Regions from separate parts of the Mus musculus genome. Here regions 1 and 2 are each linked to region 3. Evidence: chromatin contacts called from public ChIA-PET and promoter capture Hi-C data. All regions are on one chromosome and are shown on one strand. The core of a region is the stretch at or near the end of the contact, and the rest is flanking DNA. Distances in the headings are between cores, read along the strand shown. Region 1 overlaps Cyfip2 (cytoplasmic FMR1 interacting protein 2). Region 2 holds the start of Nipal4 (NIPA-like domain containing 4). Region 3 holds the start of Lsm11 (U7 snRNP-specific Sm-like protein LSM11).

The links. Promoter capture Hi-C pulls out the DNA fragments that hold promoters and counts their contacts. ChIA-PET counts read pairs in DNA pulled down with a chosen protein or histone mark.
Region 1: a contact with region 3 is called in a promoter capture Hi-C map of trophoblast stem cells, with 2.7 times the contacts expected there. The contact joins the enhancer-like site here to the promoter of Lsm11 in region 3. A contact is called at or near these places in 23 of 39 promoter capture datasets (the 3T3-L1 cell line, the C10 cell line, the HPC-7 cell line and 14 more), 2 of 15 datasets of contacts at CTCF or cohesin (the NIH/3T3 cell line and large pre-B cells), 15 of 484 Hi-C or Micro-C datasets (the 63-12 cell line, the BV-2 cell line, the C2C12 cell line and 7 more), 16 of 115 datasets of contacts at active chromatin or transcription factors (the SCID.adh cell line, craniofacial prominence, embryonic basal ganglia and 12 more) and 6 of 9 other capture datasets (adipose tissue, embryonic stem cells, embryonic tail and 3 more).
Region 2: a contact with region 3 is called in an RNA polymerase II ChIA-PET map of memory CD8 T cells, with 227 read pairs. The contact joins the promoter of Nipal4 here to the promoter of Lsm11 in region 3. A contact is called at or near these places in 3 of 39 promoter capture datasets (embryonic stem cells and neural stem cells), 1 of 15 datasets of contacts at CTCF or cohesin (embryonic stem cells), 8 of 484 Hi-C or Micro-C datasets (embryonic stem cells, epidermal suprabasal cells, stem cell-derived primordial germ cell-like cells and 1 more), 7 of 115 datasets of contacts at active chromatin or transcription factors (embryonic stem cells, large pre-B cells, memory CD8 T cells and 1 more) and 4 of 9 other capture datasets (adipose tissue, embryonic stem cells, liver and 1 more).

What each region holds. Positions count from the first base shown.
Region 1 is chr11:46,196,517-46,200,668 of GRCm38.p6, forward strand. It overlaps Cyfip2 (cytoplasmic FMR1 interacting protein 2), which reads right to left. Exons shown (of 31, transcript NM_133769.3): 29 at 4,130-4,152; 30 at 2,475-2,622. Among named protein-coding and RNA genes, the nearest start is that of Mir7239, 29 kb to the left of the region's middle. Within about 2 kb of position 1,560, at least 4 of the 459 cell types and tissues checked have an H3K27ac peak or open chromatin away from gene starts, as enhancers often do. A contact at or near this core is called in trophoblast stem cells, where this site is marked.
Region 2 is chr11:46,164,659-46,168,403 of GRCm38.p6, forward strand. Nipal4 (NIPA-like domain containing 4) reads right to left here and starts at 1,701. Exons shown (of 6, transcript NM_172524.3): 1 at 1,576-1,701. The coding sequence starts at 1,618. It overlaps Gm35624 (a long non-coding RNA gene), which reads left to right and starts at 1,345. Exons shown (of 7, transcript XR_001780199.2): 1 at 1,345-1,494.
Region 3 is chr11:45,943,252-45,947,214 of GRCm38.p6, forward strand. Lsm11 (U7 snRNP-specific Sm-like protein LSM11) reads right to left here and starts at 1,684. Exons shown (of 4, transcript NM_028185.2): 1 at 1,211-1,684. The coding sequence starts at 1,661. Thg1l (tRNA-histidine guanylyltransferase 1-like (S. cerevisiae)) reads right to left here. Exons shown (of 6, transcript NM_001080969.3): 6 at 2,054-3,963.

The sequences.
Region 1 (4,152 bases), core at 310-2,809, 250 kb after region 3:
CAGAGAGGGGGCTGCAGTCCAGATTCCTGACATTCCATTAGTCACGTTTCCCTTTTCGTTAAAGATCTTCTCTACAGTTCCCAAATAAAACGCTAAAGGTTGCTGATAACCTTTGCAAGTTTCAAGGCTTATAATAAAGCTACTATAATCAAAGCTCCGCAGTACTGTCACGAAGACCAGTGAAATAGAACTGTACGGCTAGAAACAAACTATGTTGAACCAAACGACTCTGAACAGGATGGGCAAGACATCTGAAGTATGTGTGAGTGCCAGGGGTAACATTTTCAACAAATCCTGGGAAAACTGGAATCCTATGCAGATGAATGTTAGACCTTATATTATAGACTCTATTCAAGAATAAGTAGGAAATGAATAAAAGGCTTCAACATGAGACAAACTATGAAGTTCTTAGAAGAAAGCACAGGAGTAAACCACCATGATGTCAGATTTGACGGCCAATGCAGAGGGAAATGAAGACTTGTGTGCATTAAAAGATATCATCAACAGAATGAAAGGTAGCATTTATAAAACAGGCAAGTAGCTGTTGTTCTGAATATATATAAATGCTATAATCCAAGGCTACTAAGGTGGCTCAGTGGGTAAAAGTGCTGTCACGTCTGAGGATCTCAGTTGGATCCCAGACCTCACATGTCAGGAGAAGAGAAATGACTTCATTATGTTGGCCTCAGACCCCTACCCATGTGCTGCGACAGGCCTCTCCAAACATACACACACACACACACACACACGCTCTCAAAGGAAGTAAGCATGAGAAAAATTTAAGGAGCAATTAAAATTCAAAGAAAAGACTCAAAGGCATTTCTCTACAGAAGACACACAAAGACCCAATGATATGCGGAACTCTGTACTCTTGGGTGTTGCTGGTGGGAATATAAAATGGTGCACCCATTAGGGAAGACAGTCTGGCTGTTCCTCAAAAGAATTAAAGAACATTACCAGATGGTCCAGCACTTAGACTTCTGAGTGTATACTTCAAAGAACCGAAGGAGAGACTCAGTAAGCTGCCTAAGATGTGTGAGTTCAGAGTTCTGTTGTTATTCTTAGTTGCTAAAGGTGAATGCAACACAAGGGTCCATCAGTGGGCTGTGTTTCGCATACAATAAAGTACTAGTGAACTATAAAAGAATGGGATTCTGACATGCTGTGGGGTGGATGGGCCTTATGAAATGTGATGGGCCAGTCACACAAGGACAGAGACTGTTGTTACTGTTAAGGTATGCAAAGTCCTTACATTCATGGGGACAGAAAGAAAAATGATGGCTGCCAGGCACTGGGGAGTCATTTAAATGGACACAAAGCTTCAGCAGGAGAAAATGAAAATTCTCCAGGGATGAGGATGAGGGTGGCAGGATACTGTGAGGGTATTTAAAGTAACACTGAACTGGATACCGGAAAATAGTTACTAACAATAACCACAACTCTTAACCCCTCCCCCTGTTGTTTGTAAGGACGCTCCTACATCTTCCTGGACAGCTCCTCTGGGCCAGACCAGACAGATCAACCTTCCTAGTGCTGTGACCCTTTAATACAGTTCCCATATTGTGACACCCCCACCCCCCAGCCATAAAACTATTTCATTCCATAGCTGGGCGTGGTGGCGCATGCCTTTAATTCTAGTACTCGGGAGGCAGAGGCAGGCAGATTTCTGAGTTCGAGGCCAGCCTGGTCTACAAAGTGAGTTCCAGGACAGCCAGGGCTACACAGAGAAACCCTGTCTCGAAATAAAAACAAAACAAAAAAACCCAAAACCCCAAAAAACCAAAAAACCAAAAAACCAAAAACAAAACAAAAACTATTTCATTCCTACTTTCTAACTATAATTTTGCTACTGTTATGAATGGCAATGTAAACAGCTGATGTTCAGGATATCTGATGTGACCCCTGTGAAACAGGCCTTCAACCACCCCCCTCTAAAGAGGTTACAACCCAGAGGGTGAGGACCACTGTGTTAGCCACCCAGCTATAAGCCTCCATGCTGTGTGGCAGCTGCTCCCTGTGTCTGGAATCCACCCAGGCCACTGGCCCCATGTACTGCCCATCATCCAACCCAAGTCCTAACTTCTACGAAGACTTCTGACTTCCTCCCCACCACTGCCGTTCAGTTTAAGGGCTCTGTTTTCTTATAGCACCCAACAGCCATGGCTGTAGTGTCCAGTCCCAGTGCCTGCCATGGCTGTAGTGTCCAGTGTGCTGTGGCAATGGTGGCCAGCACCAACAGGGTCTGCTTGGGTCAGGGAAGTGACCTTTGAGGTCAGGAGTCCAGGCTTGCTTCTCAGGGTTACCCAATCCGTCACAGCATGTTCTGGGCAGGCCTTTTCTGAGCATGTCTCTAACTTGTGAAGTGTCTGTGCATAGCCATCGCTCGCCCTCCATAAGCAGCTCATCCTACTCCTTCCTCAAGACAGCCCTGTTGCCAGACCTCACGTCTCAGGCCAGCCATATCATCTGCTTACCACATTCTTAATGATCTCATCCTTCCCGTCCTGCCTCTGCACCTTCAGCAGATGATAACAGAAGTCAAACAGGTCAAAGCGCCGCTGCTGGCCCAGCAAGACAATGATGGAGCAGCCGGCCCAGTTCAAGCCGTCACCGAAGCACTGCCTAGGGTCGGGAAGGAAACGGTATGAGACTGAGGGAAAATGCCCTTGCCAAAGTACAGCTACCCCATGGAGACAACAGTCAGCTTGGAGGAAGAGAAGAACACATGAAGGAAAACACAATCAGACTCCCTCTCTGTCTCTCCTCCTGCCCACACATATATGTGCAGGCCCGAGATGGAGGGTGGCTATCATCCTCAGTTGGTCCTTCCCTTGCTTTCTCAGTCTCTGTCCCTAAATCTGGCTTGGCCAATGCAGTGAGACTGCTCAACTCACTGGCTAGATCGCTAGTGAAACTGGTTGACAAGCTTCCAGACATCCTCCAGTCTCAGCCTCGCTAGTTTCAGGACTACAATTGCCTCACTTGGCTTTTTTTGAAATGTGTATGTTATATGATGTGTCTCTATGGATGGGCACACACGAATGCAGATGCCCACAGGAGGCAGAAGCCAGTGGCGGCAAGTCCTCCCACAGCTGGACTAGCAGGCAATTGTGAGACATCTGACATGGGTGCTCGGATCCGAACTTTTGTCTTCTGTAATAGCAGTGTGGTGCTCTTACCCACTGAGCCATCTCTCTAGCTCTTCCCCTGGCTTTTAAACATGGCTCCTGGGGACAGAACTCAGGTCCTTGAGGCTTGCACTGAGCCATCTCCTCCACTCTAATCAGCCTTCGAGACTCACATGGCTTGTCTTGAGGCCAGTCAGAGGAGGCTGTGTTGGCTCCTTGGCCTCTCAGAAGCCCCACTGGAGGCCGCAATGACCAGGAGACATGTTGATGACTATAGGGCCATTCTTCTGTCATTTACTTTGTTCCCAGCCTGCCCCGGGCAGCTCCCCCACTTCCCGTCACAGGGTTGGAAGGATATAGTCCCTGCAGCTTGTTGGTCTTTCTCTTCCCCTCCCCACCCCTTCTTTCCCTGTCTTTAGTCCCAAAAGGACCAGTTAGTCACCTCTGCCACATCACCCTCAGTATGAAGCTAGATGGATGCAGAAGAGGGGGCTCTGCTCCTGTTTTCTCTGCTGACAGGACTGTGGGTGACCCAAAAAGGCTCCTCATTTCCTAAGTGGAGTTTTGCAGGGGTGGGAGTAGATGCTCAGGGGCCAAAAGGTTAACACTCGTGGGATGCTTTCTTTCAGTCTTGGCCTCCGATTCTGCTGACAGCCATTTATTGATTTTCCTGGACTGCTCATTCGTCTTCACAGACCCCATCCCAGATCCGGTTACAGGATCAGTTGTAGTATGAAAATTCAGGTCTGACAACCAAGCTCCATTCTCTGGCATCCACCTCCTCCCCTTGTCTCCAATCAGCCCCATGGACACCTTGACATATGTACTTCCGTTTTCTGTTTGACCCCTTTAACCTCTGGAGACCAAGAACAGTCCACTGTTGCCATGTCCAGCGCTGGCACAGTGACCAATATGTATCACTGTTCAAGCCTCTTCGGGCCTGGTTCTCCTTTCTGGCTAGCACATCCCAGGGGTGAGGGGAGGGGAGAGGGTGCACTCACTCAGCTGTGAACTCGTTGGTCCC
Region 2 (3,745 bases), core at 451-2,950, 220 kb after region 3:
CAGAGAGAGCTGGTGGCCTAGGGAACCCAATTCAGACGGAGTGCACATGGGAAAAATGGATTCCTTGTCTTTTTCTCTAAAATGTTCTAGGACCGGAGATGTCTGCTGCCTTGGGATACGGGGTGAGGCTGGAAAGTCCCGCCTGGTTGCTTAGGAGACTGAGGTTCAGCCAACACCTAAGAGCAGGCTTCAAGCTCTTCGCTGAAGAAGGGCAGAAGTTAGGGACTCAGAGCATCACACAGGCTGTCCTTCCAAGACAGGACGAAAGTAGAGAAAGTTCCAGATGGAACAGAGAACAGCAGCCACATAGGTCCAGGAGTCTGAATCCAGGAGGTGGTTCATATTCCCCACCGTGGTAGCTGCCACAAATGATTAGACCTGCTGCTGCAGCCTCTGTTTCTACATCTCTAGAATGGGCATAGTGAAATTACAACTCTGTGTCCTGGGGACGAATGGAGAATGGGCATAGTGAAATTACAACTCTGTGTCCTGGGGACGAAGGCCATTGTTAGTATACTTTCCTAACACACACGAGGCCCTGGCTGGGTTCAGTTTCCATCACTGCAAAAACGAAAAGAAAAAGAAAAAAGAACACAAATGAAAAGAATAGAAAACAACAACAACAACAACAAAATGTTTTAAAACCTAGGCTGAAGGCTGAGGAGATGGCTCCTTGGGTAAAGTCTCCTGCTCCCAAGTTCTGGCCCTGGAACTTATGTAAAAGCAGCGAACTCACTTCTCCAACTTGTCCTCTCACTTCCATCACCTCAGGATGGCACTTGTGCCTATAAATATATATCATTTATCACACATGAGAGAGAGAGAGAGAGAGAGAGTGTGTAATATGCACATAGACATATGCACACTAGTAATAAGTAAATTTAAAAATAAAATCAAAGCCCAGTGACTTAGGCTCGCATTTCCTGGCTGAGAGGAACGGAGGCAGGAGAATCACACATTTTAAGCTATTCTGGACAATTTAGCAAGTCTTTGTCTAAATACAACAATAACAACAACAAAAAAAGATAAAACAACTGCCTGCATATCATATTAGAGTTTGTTTCTGGGACTAAATGGAATATAGTTCAGGGAAGGACCAAGGTCTACATAGTTAAGGAATATTCCAGAAAATCGAGGGTATTTCCTAAGCACTGTCTGAGGTCCTTTCTCTCCCTTTTCAAAATGTGTTGTGTAATTTTGGACTAGGGAGCCTCTCTGTTCCTCTACTCTCTGGTTTAGATGATGGAAAGATGTCAACAGGTTATCTAGTTAGCCTGCAGCAAGCCAACACTACTCCTGAGTTTTCTATCCCACCCCTTTCACAGGCCACCTGCCCCAGTGCGCTCTGTTTTTCTTCTTTCTGTTGCTTCAGCTCCCGGCAGCTGCCACTGGGGAGGTGACATCTCCGCCAGACCCGGAACTTCAGGACAGTTTGGGAGCCGAGTGGGAATAAGTTGCTAACCTCCCCTGTTCCCAGCTTTGCGGCCCCAGCAGGTGAGGAGGAGATGGCGAGGATGGTGGGGACAAGGTGAGAAGCGCAGCACCCGCCCAAGTCTCCCTCACAGCCGCACGCACCGTTCTCGCAGCTGCCATTGGCGTTGGCGACCCGCAGCTCCATGGGGACCTGGGCTGACAGCGCCCGAGGTCCGCGGTTCCTGGGCAGGTTGCCGTGACTTGTCCCAACGTGGCTCCGGCAGGCACGGCACGGGAAGCCGCCAGGGTCCGAACCCAGGGGTGGGGAGAGTGACGCGCGCCCCGAAGGGGAGGGTCCTCGGGGAGGAGTCACCCTGTGCCTTGGGCAACACCGGGCGATGGGGAATCAACTCTGGGGCAGGGGCTCATGCCCTTCTGGGGTGCGACCGCAGCTGGGTGCCAGCCACCGAGTCATCCGCCCGTGCCAGGGGCAAGAGAGAGGGGGCGGGTTCCCCGGGCCCGCCTTTCCGGGATGCCAGCACCCACATGTAGCAGAGTTGATACACTCCGGATGGCACAGAGGAAGCCACTTTGGGAGATGGAAGTATCAAAGAAAGGTCTGAGAACTTAGTTCCTCCCCTTCTTCTTTTATCCTCCTGGTCTACTCATCACTGCCTTACTTAGAGGTCTGATCTGTGCTGGGCACTGTGGATGACGGGAGCCCTTAAATGTTCAGTGAATATTTGTGTCTCATGAATGGATGATGGCAGGGGACTGGTAGGCTGAATGGAAGAAGGAAATGAAGTGATTGGCAGTCCAAATGAATTCTGTTCTTACATAGTTCTGGGAGAAGCGAACTAAGACCAATCATTTAGAAGCAGATATTTTCCAAAATCACCGTTCATAAATTTTATACATATATAATAAAATTATATAAGCATACCTGTTTATATAATAAGAGTTGTGATTGAATGTTTATGTGCAAAAGTGATGGCATACACACACACACACATATATATGTGTGTGTGTGTGTATGTGTGTGTAGTGATGGACTCTGTATGTGCTAGTATGTGGGATGTATTGGGTATATTAGTTAGCTTCTTTATGGTACTCATTTCATAATATATATATACATATAAAGTCATCACATTGTATACCTTAAATACACGCAGCTTTCTTACACATATTTGTGTGTGCATATGCGTGTGAGTGTGCAAGCCACGGCACTCATGAGAAAGTCAGAGGACAACTCCCTTTCCACCGTGTCCCTAGGGTCTCAACCCAGGTTAGCAGGCTTGTGCTGTTACCCACAGAGCCTTCTCACCAGCCCTGCAATTTTTATTTGTCAAAAAAAAATACCTCAACACGGTTATAACAATAATTGTAGTGATGGTGGTGATAATAACAAAATCAAGAAAGGTATTGACTCTTCGGATGACGGTAAAACTGAGTCAGAAGGACCCTGACTGCCTGAGCCACGGAAATACTGTGAAGTGCTTGCCATTAGCCAGGCAGTGTTCCAAGTCCTGACCAAATCCGGTTTGTTTAACCCCCATGTCTACCATACTGGGTACATACCTTTATTATCACCAGAGAGCACACTAAGCATAGCGAACAGGTAACTTGTCCTGAATCTCAGCTGGGAACGAGAAGAACCCAGATGGAGCCCACAAAGGGTCACAGAGATTGAACCGCCAACCGAGGAGCCTGCACGGGACTGACCTCTGCACATATGTAATGGTTGTACATCTTTGTCTTCATGTGGGACTCCTAACAGCGGGTGCAGAAGCTGTCTCTGATCCTGTTGCCTGCCTTTGGGACCCTTTCTCCTACTGGGCTGCCTCTTCTAGCCTCAATAGGAGAAGCTGCACCTAGTCCTACTGCTACTTGATATGCCAAGGATAGTTGGTATTCATGGAGGCCTCCCTCCCCTTTTCTGAGGAGACGAGGAGGAGGGGTGGATGGGGCAGGGAGGGTGGGAGTGACGGACCGGGAAGAGGAGGAAGGGAAACTGCAGTCAGGATATAAATTAATTAATTAGTTAGTTAATTAAGAGACAGCACCAGGATGAAAGGCATGATGAAAGGTCAGAGCTGAAAGGTCAGCTCTGGCAGCGAGGACATCTTTGGACATGCAATGTCCATGGGTTTTATCTCATCTAGCTTCCTATGAGATAGGCACTCTTTCTAGTCCATGTGAGGAGTGAAATGAGGCCAGAGCCTGCTGGGCTCCCAAGTCTGAGTCCTTAGCGGCACCCTACCCGAGTCCATCTTGCTCGTGGTTTACTGTCTGGTCACAGAACATATGGCCTCCTCTGACATTTTGGGTTAGC
Region 3 (3,963 bases), core at 434-2,933:
CAATTCAATAACCTCACAGTGGCAACACACATAGGCAAAAAGAAAGTACTGTAGCAGCTTGTTCCAGAGCCAGGCACGCTCTGTCTTTCTGCTCCGGCTGTGAGAGCCAGCTCTGGGAAATCCTGGCTGTGCTGGGAGGATCTGGTACAGTATGCCAGCCCACAAAGGCTCCGGCAGCAGCGCACTGCTTTTCAGGGTCTTTCTCTCTTAATAAACAAATTTCTAGGAACATAACAAAACAAAATCTCTCACTGAGTTCACACCTTCCATTCCAAAAGAAGCCACTTTAACATTGTAACGATTTAATTAGCAGGCTACAGAAGCTATGACTGGCTAAGTAGGTCATTATGTTCACAGGGCAGATGTCATAACTATTTGATATAGCCCTAGGCTGTTTTTATTCCATTTAAACAAGATCTAAATAGCACATTAGAACCTTTGCTGTTTAAGGCTTCATTCATCCTGCGGATCTATTAGGAAGCTGCAAGAAATTCTCTTGTGCCATTTCTACCTTTAGAATTTTAAAACAACCTGCACACAGGGTAACCTGAGCCTGACAGATAGTCCTGCCCCAGCCAGCCAGTAGCTGTAAAACCGCACCTGTGTTTTGGTAGCATTCTGTGTCTGCGGCACTCCAACACTAGTGATTTAATGTGAACACAAGCCGATCAAGTCCCTGCAGCCCAGGCGGAAACGGCACCCCAGGCGGGGCTGTCAGTTCCCATGCTGGGATAGGAGACGTCTCTTGTGCTATTATGTGAACATATCCATCTCCTCACTCTCCACCTGACCCTCAAATCCCACACACCTTCAGACTGGCTGTGCTCCAACACAACTTCTGTACACCTCCTCAACTCCCTGCAGTGGTCCCCAAGACCTCTCATCATTTCTGCAGACCTCTGATGTTCGCCCCATCCCCCCAAACTGTCTACAAGCCCTACAATCGCTCCGTAAGCCTCATCACTACCGCAGCCCCTCTGCAGCTCCTCACTACCTGGGGGACATTCCTCCGGACATGATAGCCTGTGCAGATCTCCCCCACCCCCACCTCATCCCCACCGCCGTGGGTCGTCACTCTCCCTGTTCCTCAACTCGTGCACAGTCTCTGTGACTCACAGGTGACCGTGCCCGCGCCCCCACGGCCCTCGAGACTCCCGCAGACGCCCTTTGCAAGCCCTGCCTAGACCTCCGGCCGCCCCACAGCACTCACAAGGCATCCGCGTAAGCACATTGCGGGGTGCCTTCTTGCTGCGCCCCGGGCCCTGGCGTCGCGCTCCGGCCGTGCCGTCCGTGTCCTCCTTGACCACCATGAGCCGGCGCAGGCGCTGGATGCGCTCGGGATCCGGGGTGGGCGCGGCGCGGCGACGGGCCCTGGACGAGCTCCCGGCTCCCGTGGAGGTTCCGGTGGAGGTTCCCGCCGAGGCCGGCTCCCCCGTGCCCCGAGCCCGACCGCGCCCGGTGCGCCCGCCCTTCAGGAAGCTCTCGTACTCCGCCACGTTGTTGAAGCAGGGCGCGTTGGGGTAGGGAATGGGCGGCAGGCGAGGTGCGTACAAGGCCAGCAGCGGGTCGAAGCTGTAGGAGCTGACGTCCAGCCGCGGGCTGGGCGGGCTGGCTGGGCTGCCGGCGCGAGCCGACCTCGCCCCCCACTCGCGCTCCTCCATGTTTGAAAGGCCCGCAAGCAGAAGCCGATGGGCGGGAGGAAGGAGCCGAGCCGCCAGAGGGCGGCACTGCGCAGCCGCAGCCGCGGCTCAAGGGGACGCACTGCGCAGCCGCGGCCACCAGGGGGCAGCATAGATTCGCTCTGGAGAGCAGCAGGGGGCGTGGCGCAAGGCAGGGGCGTGCTGAGAGGCGTGACCTGCTCAGGCCTCGCTCCGCCTCCACAGACAGCAGACAGGTTGAGGCTGTCCTCTTGACCTTTTTGTTACTAAAGAAGATACTGTTTATTAGTTCTCGTTTCCCTCCCCCATTGATATTAACTATCTCTTCTGAATTTGAGATCTAACGTCAACAAAATATACAAGTAGGGACACATTATTCGAAAACAAAGCCAACATTTTGGAGGCAGTAACAATTAACCATTTATTTAGTAAAACTCACTGATATTCACAGACAGCTTAGAATGGTTGATGCTCCAGACTCGGGGGGTAGACCCCAAGAGCAGCATTTTAAAGTCCCAGGATGTTCTCTGTTGTTCGGCTTGAGCTGGAGGCAAAGGACAGGAAGACAAGACATATCCCATTTTTCATTCCTGTTAAGTATATTCCTGATGTGGATCAGGCTAGCCTGTCTAAGCTCAAATTACTGAGCCTCTTTTGAGTTCTTATTGTCGTCTGAAATATGACAGGAAGGGTACAGAGTATACAGTGGGTGCATGCTAGATGGTTGAGTGCTATAAAAGACGGGTGACTACATCCTCACTTCCTTTCCCTGCCCACTAAGTTTAGAGAACACTTGGTATCAAAGAAAAGAAAACTGACTCCTTGATGTTCTCCTGACTACTGCAAAATCCAAAGAATCAACACTATTTTTTAGCTCTAGTTCAGCAAAAACTCTTTAAGATATATTTCATGTGTATGCTTGTCGGCATGTATGCCTGTGCACTATGAGCAATCAGACATACACACAGAGGCCAGAGAATGCTGGATCCCCTGAGTTGTGCTCGTTGTGAGCTACCATGTGGGTTCTGGGTCTTCCTTCGGAAGAATAGCCATCTCTTCAACCCCAAAGGAATGGTTTTAAAAGTGAGACTCCTGGAGGTAAGTCCCTCCCCATCCAGCATAGCTGTCTTGCTTCTTGCCATCTCCAGCCACACAAGTCATTCTCCGAAGTGCCACCACCTTCTCAAAGTATCAACCGGCATTCAGCCCGCGCTAGCTGCTTTGGGGTCTTCTTTACTTTCTGTAAGTTTGAAAATGTGGCCCAAAAGAACACTTGACTATCTTTAAGACAGAGATGAAACTTAGCACACTGCCACCACCGTGTGAGCTGCATCGTAGGAGGGAAACACACAGACGAAATAAAGAGCAAGCTTTGGGTAGGTAATGGTACTTGATGACACTTGTGTTCAACCCCGGTTTATTGCTTTAAAAATCCCCTGCCTGCATGAAAACTTCCAGCACCATTCAATGACTGAAAACTTCCAGCACCATTCAATGACTATCTCAGGGCATGCCCAGAGGGAGACTTCCCTGGATCTGAAAGCACACACTTTCTCCAGCGGTTGTCAATGAAACTTGGGTCTTTATTCCCTACTTGGCCAATTTTGATATAACATGCTATCAACCTACCATTAAGTTAAATTTGCTCATCAGGAGCTAATGATCTTACTGCCTCTCTAGTATGCTGAGGGAATTGCTTGCCCAAAGTGCTATAATGTTCATAGCTGTGTATCAGAAACATTTGGGCTTTTAAAAAAATCACTGAAGAGTCCCAAACATCCACATGGATATCTTACATTGGCACTTTCAAATTCAACATTCAAATGAACATTTTAAAAAAATGTACCCAGAGGTCTCTGGATGTCTGCTATGTGGGGACATGCATCCTAGCTTAAGACAAACACACAAGTTAAACTCATTCTGTAGGAACCAATTAAGTAGGCCAAGGAGCTGAAGTCTTTATTATACTTTTTTTTCCTCTTAAAAAGATTTTAGCAGTTACCAAACATGAGCTCTATTGCTTCTTCCTGGGGAGAGGGGAGAATGGGAAGGAAAAACACCGGCATCGGCAGATGGAGTGTCAATTAGTGAGGGATGAGGCCAGACGCTGCTCTTTCAAAAATACATTTTCTTCTTGGCTGAAAATCCTGTAAATGCAAGACCAGGCAGCAGCAGGACACGGGTTGTCTTTTAATTAATTCCTAATGGAGCCAAATAAACTTTTCCCTCTAAGATATGAAACAGGGTCAAGGGAAATCATGATTTCCCCACTGAGTTCAACACCTTGGGAACAAATGCCTTCCCA